Linked DNA regions of Zea mays: all the other regions are linked to region 2. A link is a contact called in public Hi-C data. All regions are on one chromosome and are shown on one strand. Each heading gives the region's core, a stretch centred on a gene start, on an enhancer-like site or on the middle of the called end of the contact. The rest is flanking DNA. Distances are from core to core; before and after follow the strand shown. Region 1 has its middle 28 kb from the start of MIR156b. Region 2 holds the start of LOC100280483. Region 3 holds the start of LOC100192491.

Region 1 (2,806 bases), core at 237-2,736, 190 kb after region 2:
TCTTGCATTCTCAACGGCGCTTCTTTTATCCGGGCGAGCAGGAATGTCAACAAACACTAGTTAATCCTAGGAAAGGCAGCAATTGCCAGTGCCATGCATCGTCTCGGAACAAAGAAAGCAAATTAATATATATATCACCATTGCGCTAGCTTACAGTAATGATCAGCTAGCCTAGCCCCTGCCTGACATGACTCGCGCGTGTCTATATTCTATGAACCTAGCAGCGAGCTAGGCAGTAGCTAGCTAGGTAGCTAGACCTAGGCCTGCAAACGGGGTGGGTGTAAGCGGGTATTTTAGGTGGGTTTAAGAAATGGGTTTATTTTGGTGTGTTGTGGTGGGTTTTAATTGTGAATGGGTTGGGTTGGGTGGGTTTATTTTGTATTGTGGGTCAAAATGGTTGATATCCATGGGTGTAGATGGGTTTGCATAGGCGTGAACTTCCATGGGTCTTCACCCATCCACACATGGTTCTTCCACACATGGTTCTTTTCATTTCCAGGGAGATTTATATGTCGTTCGGTGGGATTCTGATACTACCTAGATGTGCCCTTCCACTGTTGCTAGCTTCGAGCTTGATCATAGACTCTTTCCACTGCTGCTAGTTTATATTTCTTGCCAAAAAGATTATTGTTCATTAAGGATCTTTAACTTATGTTTTTTGTTATTTTCTCGAGACCTAAATGTTCATCGACCAAACTTGTTTTTGTATCATTATATAATATTATTGTCACTGTTTTTTATGTTGTGGACTATGTTTTTTGTACGTCATTGAAACTATCTATAAAATTGTTATTGTCTATCAATGTATGTGTATGCAGTTGGCTTGATATAAGACAATAAGCTGAACCCACGGGGTTTCCATGGGTTTCCACCCAATTACGGGTTGGTTTGGGGTCAATAATATTATTGGATGGGTTAGGTTTAATTTTCTTCTTAAATTTTTGGGTGGGTGTGGGATGGATATCAAAGTTATTATATTTGGGTATAGGTGGTAGTGGGTTGGATTTCTTGCCATTAGCGCAGGCCTAGCTAGACCTGCTGATGCGGGCATCGATGCCATGCATGCTTGTTTGTTGCTCGGGAATTGTTAACTTCTTCTAGATGTCGATCTGACAGTAGATGAGGTTGTTAGTTCGTCATCGTAGATTACTAAATTAGGCCGCGCCAAGCCGCAAAGAGAAGGTCGTTTCGATTTTAAATAGAAGAAGAGAACCTACCTAGCTAGTTATAGCTAGCTAGAAAAAGAGTTAGAAGTGACTGCTAATCTTACTAAATCACGCACAACAGATGAATATAATAGTTTGGAGTAGTCTTACATTGAAACGTTGATGAACGATGAGAACATAAAATACAGAATAAAATTTATACTATAAACGTTTTAAATTTTAAAACGATGAGAGAGAGAGAGACCAGCCCAATAGACCGGCGGTGCGCCGGTGCCCTCGCGCCTGCACGCTCTACCACCGTCTGCTCTCCTCCCAGGCCCTCGCGGCTCTCGGGCCTAAAAGCTGCAATGGCTGGGCCGGTGTGCTTGTGCGTGGGCCTAAATAGGATTCCCCTCCCTTGCACTGCTATTTATTTTCCTTTCTCTTTCCCCCCCTTTTTTTTTTTGATTGATTCGAATCGAACTAGGATGGGAATCGGTAGGTCTCGGTTGCGTGCAGCGTCGGTGATGAGGTGAGCAGTGAGCTGGTGAGGTAGGCTGCAAAAAAAAAAGAGGCAAGAAACTGCGTATACCTTTTTTTCCCCTTGTTTTATTGGGTCCTCCTCCACCCATCCACCATCCATCATCGTCTCCAATGAAAAGGACGGCGAGTCTCTCTTCCTCGTCAAACCGTAGGAAAAACTGCACTCGAGTGCAGAGAGACACACGCACGCAGCACAGGCACTGCGAGATGGGTAAGTAGTAGTAATGAGCCAACGCCACGCGAATTCCGGAATCCGTCCTCGCTGTTCCTCGGCCTACGACTCTACGTGTGATTCATCACTCGAGCACGACGGCGACTCCTGCGCGGCTCCGCCGTCCACAGCGACGACCGCCGGGAAAAACTCGTGCCCTCGGCGATCGTGAGCTGAGTTTTCCCCCGGTCGATCCGGCCGTCCGGTGCGTCCACCGACTCATGCAAAGTCGCAAGACAGACACACAAGCGGGACGGAAACACACGTGCACAAAAGAAAAATTTGGCGCATGAACCAAATAATAATAATTTGGTATTCTGGACGCTGGTGTACCTTCAAATTTGATAGATAAAGTTGGTAAAAGGTAGAGAGATCTGGTTTCAAACAAAACCAAAATAAAACTGTAGCTCGAAAGAAACTGGTTTTAAAGCCAAGCGAGTGTCTCGAAAATCTGGCGTCGGTTTCAGCGCTTTTCCGTCGGGGTCTCGGACGTCTCTTTCGGAGACCGTCCTCCAGTCCCATCTGCGCGCGCGTCATCCTGGCCGAAAGGGCACGGCGGCGGGTGAAGGCCTCGCCGATCGCCCCTGCCCTGCCCCCTCGCCGACGAGGAAGACAACGGGACGGGCAGCGAAGACAGAGAGGGACGGGGGGGTGGGGTCTGGATGAAACGACGTGCGGAAAACAAGAGCGAGCGGCTGGCCGGAGAGCGAGCTTGACAGCTTGTGAGATCGGAGCGGCAGCGGACGGCGGAGACTGTGGCTTTCTCTGATGGGCGGCCGTGTCTAGTTTGTTTCACAGGGGGTGACGGGACCCCTCTAGGCTAGCAGCCTACTTGCTGTACTGTACTCTGAGCGTAGTAGTAAACTCTAATCATAGGGGCACTGGTGGCAGATTAGGGAGTGCTCCA
Region 2 (3,141 bases), core at 247-2,746:
AGGTTCTTTTCGTCTAATCTTTTATTAGAAGCCACATTTATTTGGATTTTGGGAGACAATTTTCTAAATCCCAAAATTAGGATTACGGAGTGTTAGAGTTACCTACCTGCACAACACGTGAAAGCATGGAGAACCTGCTTACATTGCTTTTGGACCAAAACAACTATAATTTTGTAAACCTTTTTTTTGTCGAATTTTGTTTTTTGGCTTTTGGGAAAACAAAATCAGGTTAGTGAGGTTAATCAAAGACACCCATAGAAGGTTTTCAAAATGTTCTACTTTAGGCCAGTTCCAGTTGTGGATATTATAGCACATAAAATAAGACTATCACATCAAATTCTATGTTAGTAAGTGTGGCGGAGGATTTTATCGGCTGACATAGGGTTTTCAAATTTACTAACATGTTAAATATTAGTGAAACTTATACTGACACTAAGTTCATAATCTTAGGGCTTGTTTGGGACAAAGGGTAATGGAGGGGATTGAGGGGTTATAATCCCTCACTATTCAAAATTAAATAGTAGGGGATTCTAGCCCTCTCAATCCACTCCATTACCTTTGATCCCAAACAAGCCCTTAGGGTGTGTTTGTTTCTCTTCTAGATTATATAAGTTGGATCATATTAAAATGTAGTAGGGTAAAATATCACTTTATGATCACAAATAAGTTGAAATAAACTAATATTGAGTAGGTTACTTTAGCTTCAAAATGATATTTTACTCTACTACTCTTCCAACGTAATCTAACTTATATAATCTAATATCTAAACAAACTTAGCCTTATAGTTCTATCATACCACCTTTGTTTATCGAGCACACGTCAACCCAAATGAGCTAAATAATAGTACAATAACGCGTGCAGAACTGCACATCGTATAGATATATATACCAGTCAAACCAACCGCCCACAACGCAGCATGTGAGTACAATAAGCTGAACCCCGCCCCGTACGGAACAGCCGCAGAAAGACCAGAGCGGAGTGCTAGAACAGAGCACGGCACTGGTGTGTACAGCGCCGGGTGAGCCAAGCGACGGCGCCACGCAGATGCCTCCCCACGCCACGGCCGGTCCCACCCGTCTGCCCCTCTTCCAGACCGAGTGAGAGTAGCCGCTACCTGGCCCCACCAACCCAAGCGGCAGCGCCGTCGCGTCTGATGGGAGTAGTTTATGCTAGCCCCACCCGCTGCTACTGACCGCGAAACCGACCAGTCGAATTTGCGTGGCGGATAGAGACGGCCGGGCGCCGGGCTCGTGTGGTAGAAGTAGAAGCCTCGCCCCCAAATCGCTTGCGCACACGACACCGGCACGTCACTCGGCTTGGCTACTCGCTTTCTCCGTTCTCCCCAGCCGCGTAGGCCGCGGTTGCGCCCGCCTGCCCGCGTGGTCAGCCACCTTCCCTCCCACCTTCCTCCGTGATACCGCGTGCTCCTCTGCCCCCGGTACCTATATATTCACTCCTCCCGTTCGCTCCCCTCCCAACCTCGACATCTTGGACAGCACAGCGCAGCGCAAGCTCGATCACCACACCAACCAGACTCAGAACATCCAGAACTCAGAGCTTCTACTTCTAGAACAGAAGAACATCGAGATCAGTCCTCCCCTGCATCCTCCACCGGCCTCACCTAGATGAGCACCTCGTACACCGAGGCGCAGTTCGGCTCCTTGTTAGACCTGCCCGCCGGAGACGACCTCACGTCCTGGTTCACACACCTGTGCGGCGAGGAGCAGGCGGCGGCGCTGCCGGCGTTCCAGGCGCCGGTGGCGATGGCGGACCCCAGGAAGAGGAGCGCCGAGTACCAGCTCCTGGAAGGGGAGGCGTCCGGGGTCAAGAGGCAGCGCTCCCCGACCAGCAGCTCCCGGGAGAACAGCGCCGGCAGCAATGACGGCGACTACGAGCACACGTCCGCAGCCGCAGCCGCAGCCGCAGCCGGCGGCGGTGGCGGAGGCAGGGGCGGCGGCCGCCGCCTCTGGGTCAAGGAGCGCGACCACGAGTGGTGGGACCGGATGAGCAGCCCCGCGTGCCCCGACGACGAGTTCCGCCGCGCCTTCCGCATGTCCCGGGCCACCTTCGAGGCCGTGTGCGAGGAGCTGGGCGCCGCCGTCGCCAAGGAGGACACCATGCTGCGCGCCGCCATCCCCGTCCGCCAGCGCGTGGCCGTCTGCATCTGGCGCCTCGCCACCGGGGAGCCGCTCCGCCTCGTGTCCAAGCGCTTCGGCCTCGGCATCTCCACCTGCCACAAGCTCGTCCTCGAGGTCTGCGCCGCCATCAAGGCCGTGCTCATGCCCAAGGCCGTGCAGTGGCCCGAGGCGCCCGACGCCGCCGCGGCCGAGTCCGCCAGGTTCGAGGCCGCGTCGGGGATCCCGGGCGTCGTGGGCGCCATGTACACCACGCACATCCCCATCATCGCGCCCAAGGCCAACGTCGCCGCCTACTACAACCGCCGCCACACGGAGCGCAACCAGAAGACGTCCTACTCCATCACGGTGCAGGGCGTCGTGGACGCGGGCGGTGCCTTCACGGACGTCTGCATCGGCTGGCCGGGCTCCATGTCCGACGCCGACGTGCTCGACCGCTCCGCGCTCTACCTGCAGCGAGGCGCCGCGGGCCTGCTGCAGGGGCAGCGCCTGGTGGGCGGCGCCGGGTACCCGCTCATGGACTGGCTGCTGGTGCCCTACACGCACCACAACATGACGTGGGCGCAGCACGTGTTCAACGAGCGGGTGGACGGCGTGCGCGCCGTGGCCAGGGACGCCTTCCAGCGCCTCAAGTCCCGCTGGGGCTGCCTCCAGAAGCGCACCGAGGTGAAGCTGCAGGACCTCCCCGTCGTGCTCGGCGCCTGCTGCGTCCTCCACAACATCTGCGAGCGCGCCGGAGACGCCGTCGACCCCGACATCGCGTTCCAGCTCTTCGACGACGACATGGTGGCCGAGAACCCCGTGCGCTCCACGGCGGCCGTCGCCGCGCGCGACAACATCGCCCACAACCTCCTCCACCGCAGCAGCAGTAGCAGCGCCGCCGCCGGCCCCAGGTTCGCCTTCAATTGAACTCTGACGGCGGGAGCAAGGAAAAGCAGCTCGCTTTCTCGGCGGAATCAGAGAAGACGACGCCACGAGGCTCAGCAATCTTTCACCGTTTTTTTCG
Region 3 (2,818 bases), core at 259-2,758, 240 kb after region 2:
GTATTTATACTTGATTATTAGGCTTATTACATCTGATCTAAAACCCTAATTTGGTAAGATAGGACTGTCACGTTAGTCGAGGATCTCTGATCACCTTTTAGCGTTGGAGGGCTGTTTATTACAGCAACCCGCTATTTTGAGAGCAATATTTTAAGATAAACAATCATGTTTATTTGTTTAATCTGCCTTCTTCATCTGCAAGCCATGTTTAATTATAAAATAGACCTGAGATGCTATTTTACATATTTACATGTTCTAGAATTGCTACTGTTCATTGCTGCAATAATTATATATGACATTTATCTGAGTTCTATGCTTGTTTTATTCGGAATTAGAATATTTAATCTAGTTAAATATCTTGAAAGCATGTCACTTATTTCTCCAATATTATAACATGGGCGTAGCCTATATGTGCGGAGATGCGATGAGGGAGCTTCCCTAATGGAGCAGGTGGCGGGAGCTCGACGCGAGTAAATCGGCCAACAAATCACGTCGATAGTGTTGTTGTTGTATATGTATGTGTTGTAGGTATATGTTTCATATATTTTTTATATATTGTTTTAATATAGTTATATATAACATTTCTACATGTCTGAGAAAAATACATAACCTTTTCAGTTTTTTTCTTGAGAAGCTCGTAAATTACGTGCCAACCTTTTTTGCTATCGTCTCAAGGAAATTAGAAAGATAAACAAGCATGAGCTATAAAAAGAGAGACAAATGTATCATGTCTTTGAGACTTTGAAAAAAAAGGCGTGGACTCTGAAGCGATTACAAGGGGGTGCGTGCAAAAAAAAATCCTTTACCAGCCACGTAGGCGACTTTGTGGCGAAGCCATGTCAGCTAAACACGCGCCACACACCCATTTGAACCTAAATGACACTAGATTATTGTTTCATTTTAGGGCTAGTTTGGGAACACCGTTTTCCCAAGGAAATCCAATTTTCCCAAGGGAAATTAGTTCATTTTCTCAAGGGAAAATTGTAATCCTTTGGAAAAACGATGTTCCCAAACTAGCCCTTAAGAGTTTAGAAACCTGTCTGATATAGGTTCATAAGTTTAGGGACTGCCAGCATATTTTATTTTAAACTAAACGAGATTATATAATCTAGATATATTATAACCCAATCAAACAAGCCCTTATTATCTAACCAAGAGAATTATAAAAACACTATATTTACATTCACCTAGCCAATTCAATACATATACTTTTGTGTTTTACCATAATATAGTTTAATATATATAGGAATTGTACGCACCGGCATGTGACTAATGTAAAGAGCAGTAAATTTTAAAAACAAACAGACAAGTGAGAAAACCCACCGCTCGTGCTCCACTTGTGTTGTGTCCACACACGCGAGCGAACCCGACGTCCCGACCCCTGCTATACGAATCTAGAGGTGAATCCAACGGCGTAACACCCTTCTCCCTCCACACCCTTCCTCTCCAAAAAACGAACATCAAAATGCGCGAGAGAAACGGAGCAAAGTCGAAAGGGGAAAAATGAGTTAAACCCAAATCGACACCAAACCCACTCCAGGAACACCCGCCTCCGCCGCCGCCGCCGCCATCGCCGGCGGCCACTACAAGCGCGGCGTCCGGAGACAGTACTGCGCTACCAACCCCTAGAGCCTGGATTCTGATGAGCCCTCCATGGCCTGTCATATCTGTCCCCTCTTCAATCTCCGACTCTTGCTGCTGCTCGGCGCGGTTCTCGGGAACGGCGGCCTCGGCCGGGGCGGCGGAGCGGAGGCTTCAGATCGGGCGGACCCGGACCCGTACTCGATCCTGATGTGGCACGACTACTCGCCGCCGTCGCCCCCGCTCCCGCCCCCGGACCCGCCGTCGCCGACGGCGACATGTGAGGGGGACCTCCACGGGAAGGGTGACTTCCACACGCGCTGCGAGGTCTCCGAGGAAGTGGAGCTGGACGGCGACGTCTACATCACGGGGAACGGCAGCCTCGTGCTCCTCTCTGGCGCCTCCCTGACCTGCGAGAAGTACGGGTGCGTTATATCCGCCAATTTCTCAGGCGAGGTGCGCCTCAGCCGCGGCGTCCGCGTCACAGCCGGCAGGGTCTCGCTGGTTGCCACCAACATCACGGTCGCCGACACGGTCGTCGTGAATACCACCGCGCTCGCTGGTGATCCGCCAGACCGGACCAGTGGCGTTCCCACGGGGACGCACGGCGACGGTGGCGGGCACGGTGGTCGTGGCGCCAGCTGCTTCGTCAAGGAAGGGCAGACGCAGGAGGATTCATGGGGCGGCGATGCCTATGCATGGTCTGACCTCGAACACCCCTGGAGCTACGGGAGCAAAGGGGGCTCGACCAGCGTTGAGAAGGACTATGGTGGTGACGGTGGTGGCATCGTGTGGCTGTTTGCTGAGGACCTGGTCATGAATGGCACAGTTCTCGCCAACGGTGGGGATAGCAATGAGAAGGGTGGTGGTGGTTCTGGAGGGAGCATCTTTATAAGGGCTGCATCGATGTGAGTGTTTGTGGAATGATTTTTTGTTCTTCTTTCTTTATGCTAAGTGAATTGAGATATGGGAATGCAAGCTTAGTTAATCAAGTAGTGTTTGTGGAATGATTTTCTGTTCTGCTTTCTTTATGCTAAGTGATTTGAGATGTGGGAATGCAAGCTGAGTCAAGTAGAATTTGGAAAACAGTTACCAATTGGGAAGACCAGCAGAATAAATTGGTGAGAAATATAGTGGAATTAAGTTGAAGTTTGAAAAACATTTACCAACTGAAGTCCAGCAGAAAGCATTGATAGGTCCTGTAGTTTAAATGAACCAGACATAATAGTCATTCTTG

What was found. Hi-C and Micro-C count contacts between places; a contact is called where the count stands out from the background.
Region 1: a Hi-C map of ear shows a contact between it and region 2, with 3 times the contacts expected there. The contact joins the enhancer-like site here to the promoter of LOC100280483 in region 2. A contact is called at or near these places in 3 of 25 Hi-C or Micro-C datasets (ear, endosperm and tassel).
Region 3: a Hi-C map of tassel shows a contact between it and region 2, with 1.9 times the contacts expected there. The contact joins the promoter of LOC100192491 here to the promoter of LOC100280483 in region 2. A contact is called at or near these places in 2 of 25 Hi-C or Micro-C datasets (ear and tassel).

Annotation. Positions count from the first base shown.
Region 1 is chr3:7,661,306-7,664,111 of Zm-B73-REFERENCE-NAM-5.0, reverse strand. No RefSeq gene overlaps it. Among protein-coding and RNA genes, the nearest start is that of MIR156b, 28 kb to the left of the region's middle. Within about 2 kb of position 1,486, at least 19 of the 20 cell types and tissues checked have an H3K27ac peak or open chromatin away from gene starts, as enhancers often do. A contact at or near this core is called in ear, endosperm and tassel, where this site is marked.
Region 2 is chr3:7,847,029-7,850,169 of Zm-B73-REFERENCE-NAM-5.0, reverse strand. LOC100280483 reads left to right here and starts at 1,496. Exons shown (of 1, transcript NM_001153403.2): 1 at 1,496-3,141. The coding sequence starts at 1,626. The coding sequence ends at 3,044.
Region 3 is chr3:7,603,190-7,606,007 of Zm-B73-REFERENCE-NAM-5.0, reverse strand. LOC100192491 reads left to right here and starts at 1,508. Exons shown (of 22, transcript NM_001350132.1): 1 at 1,508-2,489. The coding sequence starts at 1,654.